Linked DNA regions of Hordeum vulgare: region 2 is linked to region 1. A link is a contact called in public Hi-C data. All regions are on one chromosome and are shown on one strand. Each heading gives the region's core, a stretch centred on a gene start, on an enhancer-like site or on the middle of the called end of the contact. The rest is flanking DNA. Distances are from core to core; before and after follow the strand shown.

Region 1 (2,642 bases), core at 48-2,547:
CGTCGGGTTCTAGAGGGGGTTATAGTGATGCAGTGGGCTCGTTTGGCAGTTCCACTGGTAACACGGCACTTTACTTGGTTCATGGGTCATCGCTTCAACGGGTGAATCGATGGTAGCCTTTGTGTGCGTTGCACTCTGTGTTCAGTGGCTCTTGATCTGGACTGGCCCTTGTCTCTCTTCTTTGGAGGAATATGTATGTATGCGACGGTAGAGAAAAAGTTGTGATGTTGGGCGCCCTTACTGTTTACTACCTTTGTTCTTGGCTTGCCACCAGCTTGCTCTCTGGTCGATCTTCTTCCCTTCAAATGTTGGCAAAGATAGAAGAGCAGTAGAAACTCGCTTTCAGTGGGAGAAACAAAGGGAGGGTTTGCTGTCATGGGATGAACATGGGCATTATTTCGCCCTTTGCGATCAGAAAGGGACGGCTGAAAGCGACCAGGAAATATATTGGTTGCACGTCCAGTCCAGATGGAGAAGAAGAATAAGCCAAACCAATCACCGAAACCAAAAATATAGCGTGGATAAAAACTAGACATGGTGTAGAAAATAACACTTTAGACGACACGATGCTCTGGAGGGTCAACAAAATTACGAGGACAAGTTTTTGTTCGACTTTTGAGAAGTTTCAGATTCTGTCTGAGTAAACGTTCAAAGGTCTCAACAGTTCACACTTTTGGCACTGTCCACAAAGTTCAGTCCAGCGCTCTTTGCGTGCCGAACCAGGCCTGACGCCAAGTCAAACGCCGTCCACTAAACTTTGCCCAAAACTGACATACGTCGAAGACACCACCCTTCTACCGAGAAATTTGGCTTGATAGCCGGAATTGCTCCACGGCCTGCATCAACACTTATTGTATAACCTACTAACGCAGCTGCTAATAAAACGTTGATCCGTTGAGTGACCATCGACAGGAAGAGAAGATCCTCTTTGTACGAGCTGCAATTATTCAACTCTGCGTCATTCACACATGCTCAGCATATACTATGCTGCATGTATCCTCACCTCCCAGCAACAAAAAGAAAAGATAGATACTCGTGTGAGATAGCAACGGCCATCCATCCGATCGACGCGCGCTGGCCCCATAAAATGATTCCAGCGCCACTCAATTCGGCCATGATTCGCACAGCGATTTGAACGCCTCGGCCGTGGCCGGTGCTAAAATATTCTGTTGGTGATCGACCTCCTGCGACTTCTTTTTGGCGCCGCCGTTTTGTCGCTCGTGTCAGAGTAGGAGCCCCGGAAGCAAAGGCGAGGAATGGAACCTAGGTTTCAGTGGCCGGCGTTGTCGTTGGCCCGCCGTCGTGGTTGGATGGATACTTGGATGGTGACTGGTGAGCGCAAAGCTCCGGAGCGCCAGAAGGTTGTGAGAATAACCATGGGCATGGGCGTCCAGCACTCGGCCGCAAAAGCGGCCGGGTTTCGGAGTGTGAAAATGACGGCGGAGTCCGTGACGTGAACCCTGCGGGAACGGCAAGTTGGGCGCCGCGCCGACGTCCGATGGCCGGCGGGGAAAGCGAGCGGGGCGGAGAATACTGGGATTGCGGTGAGGTCAGGGGGGTGGAAAGTGGAACGGAAAGACCGGCGGCGGCGCGTCTTGGTTTTTGCCTGGTCGTCAGTTGGCCGTCGGCGTTGGACGATAGGGGGGAGAGGGATGTTGAGCGGGTGATCATGCATGGCTGGGCGGCGCGGCGGCGGGCGACGTCCGGGCCGTTAGGGCGAAACGCAGGCGGCGAGCGGCCGTTTGTAAGTTCGTCTGGTGGTTGCCATGCTTTTTGTTCTCCCCGTTTGCGCGGTTGCGCGGTCCGTTCTGTGTGATTCGCGTCGCTCCAAACAAGCCGGAGGCGTGAGTTATTTTCTCACTTTTTTTTTGTAAAAGGTACTATGATTTTTGTAACCGGTAAATCCCGAACGTTCTGATTTTAAGCTTGTCATCCCGAACGTATTTTCATGATAATTTTAGTTGAACCGAGGTGACAAATTTAATTGTTCAAACATGATAACTGTGTTTTAATTTATTTTTTGTCAGAAAATTATCATGTTTCTCAACCTCGTACGAACTGAAGTTGTTGCGACAAACGTTTGCCATGCCTAAAAATTCAAAAATTCGAGATTTATCATTTTCGATGTTTTTGACGCAATTTATAGAACACACTGAGGAACGGAGGGAGTACCATTTTATATAAATAAATAAAAATGTCTTATGCGCGCATGAAACATCCCCTTGGGTGGATCTGCTAGGCCAGCCCGAGTCTTTTGAAGGCTCCGGTTGCGCTCGGCATGCAGAAGAGTGGGAGCTCCTACTCAGCAGCGTCCAGTTGGGCCAGCCTATAAACACGTAACGCCAGCGAATAATAAAAATCCTGCAAAAAAGTTGTTGACCACTATAGCTACATAGTACTCCCTCTGTAAACTAATATAAGAGTGTTTGGATTACTAAAGTAATATTCTAAAGGCTCTTATATTAGTTTACTGAGGGAGTACTGTTTACATGTAGTACATCGATAATATCTAAGGATAATACTGACTGCACGATTCCAATAAATGAAAGTTTACAGATTAAAAAAAGTTCACAATTTGTTTTTTAATTAAATTTGATAAAAGTTCATCAATTTAAAAAAATCATTGAATTTTAAAAAGTTTA
Region 2 (2,642 bases), core at 71-2,570, 250 kb before region 1:
GGCAAGTTTGCTGACCTTTCCCTCACTGCAGTTCCAGAGAGCACTCCACCATAGGGACGGTTCACAGTCCTGCGGTTCCTAGACAGCCTTGATCTTTTGTATTCAGTAGGCCTGAGGTGGGGAATCTGGAATTGGGAGTGACAACATCATGAGCCCTCAAGTTCAATAAGATTGAACCACAGACGGCTAAAATGGAAATATTCCAACAGAAAATGTTCCCTCAGCTTAAACAAGTACGGATGACTTCTACAAAGCACCTCATTTCAATAATAAAAACAAACCAAGTGAGCAAATGGAGCTGTTGAAGTCACAGAAGGACCAAATGAGCTGGACATTTATTCCCTTCATGAGAGGATGTTTTGCTGGTAGTAAAATCATGCATCATCCAATCTGATTGTGTAATACAATCAACACAACTGAGCAACCAAGTGGTTAAACACACATTACCGATCTAACTGTTCATATAGTCTAAAGGGACCACTACAAACAAACAAGAATAATTGAACCATTAAAATAAATACTACGATTGAACTACTGTTGAAATGCAGCATTGCTACTCTGAACAGCCAGCTGTCCACGTACACCATCATACCAACTGTCCGACAACCAACATTGAATTTGATACCGTTGCACTAATACAACCCGCCAAAAGGAATAACTTCTTAGGAATGATCTGAGGAAACGGTATAATATCAATCTGATGCCCCATAAGGTCAATTCACAATCTACTAATTGTGCATCTGACAACAACCAAGCCGATCTCTGTGTGGTAAAAGCCTAAAGGATAGCCTAAAAGCTGATGGCATGCATTTGTAAGATGGAGATAATCCACATTTACCGCACATAACTCATACACAAACACAAGAATCCAGCCCGTCCACCACACAAACCGAGACATCGAATACCCCTACCGTGACAAAGCGAAACAATCAAGAATTTTCATAGAGATGCAAAGCTTATCGGCAACTCACACCCTGGATCTTCTTCCCGGTCACAGGGCACTTGGGGCCGCTCGCCCTCTTCTTGGTGTACTGGTACACGAGCTTGCCACCTGCGGCGCACAGGGAACAAAACCGACCGGTTTCAGCGAAGATCTTGGCACCAACAAATCAGAGAAGCCACCAAAGTACGGGAGAAAATCGTCCAGGGAAGAGGGGGAGGAGGAGGGGATCCGGACCTGGGGTCTTGACGACCCGCGTCTGGTTGGACTTGGTGGCATAGCTGTGCCTCTTCCGGTAGGTCAGACGCTGCACCATGTTTCCGTCGTCTCCGCCGCCGGCAGTAGGGGGGCTTGGGGGTAAGAGTGGGGGGAGAGAGAGGAGGGCGAGCGCGTGGCGGCTGGGACGGGTATAAATGGCCTCCTCGCGTCGCCGTGACCTAGCACCGACGGCTAGGATTCGCTTGATGGGGTAAATGGGCCAGGCCGGACTCCATTGAATTGGGCCGTATGGGCTGTCTTAGGAAGGCTTGTGTTGTCAGTCCAGTCAGTCGACGGCCTAAAGGCTCACGCAAATAGCAAGGCCCCGTCGATAGAAAAAGCTTTAGCCCGGCTAATATTTTGGCATCCCTACAAAAATGGTTAATATTTTGGCTACCTATATAATATGGAAAAACTCTTTCCATCAACCGATGGATTTCTACGACCGCGTCCACCGCCTCTCCTACCAGACGCGTGTCCTGTGTTGGACAAAACCAACTTCGAAGGTGCCGATGCAAACGTCCTAGACTCCGACGCCCTACGTCTCCTCCTCGGTTTGGCCCCGAGCTCGAGCCCCATCCCTCGAGCAAATCCGTAGAGTTTCTGCAACAACGACGTTGTTGCGATTAACAGCGACGAAGCTAGTGCAAATAGGCGCAATGACGAGTTTCCGCAACTTGGTCTATGTTTTAAAAAATTAAAACAAATATCTTTTGTTGCAAAAGTTTTCTACAGTCTGACCTACGTTGTAAAAGTATTTTGCAACATGACCTTTGTTAGAAAAGTTTCTGCAACACGATCATTGTTGCAGAAAATATTCTATAACAAATCCTATCGCAAAAAACTATACGGACATTTTCGCAACATGCTCTTTGTTGCAAAAAAAATTACAACATAATCTATGTTGCAAAAGACCCGTCAGTCACTTTTTAACCCGTCAGTCGGACGCGTAGCAGCGTGCTTGTTTCTGCAACTGGAGCGTTGTTTCGGGATTTTAGGTGATGGACGAAGACGACCGAGCTGGTGATCGGACGGTACGTGCGTATACATCAGACGGCTAAAAAGGTGGTGGATGATTACTATAAATTCACCGGTGAATGCCTAGCAGTCATATAATATTGTGGTTTAGATTTGATTGTAATTCTTATTTCCAAGAGGTACTTTGTACTCCCTGTGTCCGAAAAAGCTAAATACATCTATTTGAGGGTCAAAAAAATTCGGACCGAGTAAATAACTTTTTAGAATCTTGGATCCAAATCAATGTACATGTAATGGTTATGAGTATGAATAAAGTTACAGATGTCCCAACAAAGAGCTTTGATTGGCTTTGCTGGTAAGTCTATCAACGTCGGCAAAATATAGAATGGACAAAGAGCCATTGACATGAAAAAAAGAACCGTACACACAAGCATCATTTTTGTCATAAAAAATTGTAAGACGGGCT

The links. A called contact is a pair of places that touch in the nucleus more often than the background predicts.
Region 2: a contact with region 1 is called in a Hi-C map of seedling, with 7 times the contacts expected there. The contact joins the promoter of LOC123398291 here to the enhancer-like site in region 1. A contact is called at or near these places in 2 of 6 Hi-C or Micro-C datasets (leaf and seedling).

What each region holds. Positions count from the first base shown.
Region 1 is chr5H:449,007,431-449,010,072 of MorexV3_pseudomolecules_assembly, reverse strand. No RefSeq gene overlaps it. Among protein-coding and RNA genes, the nearest start is that of LOC123396711, 100 kb to the right of the region's middle. Within about 2 kb of position 1,297, at least 3 of the 3 cell types and tissues checked have open chromatin away from gene starts, as enhancers often do. A contact at or near this core is called in leaf and seedling, where this site is marked.
Region 2 is chr5H:449,255,718-449,258,359 of MorexV3_pseudomolecules_assembly, reverse strand. It overlaps LOC123398291 (60S ribosomal protein L34), which reads right to left and starts at 1,320. Exons shown (of 4, transcript XM_045092771.1): 1 at 1,178-1,320; 2 at 972-1,051; 3 at 16-125. The coding sequence starts at 1,256.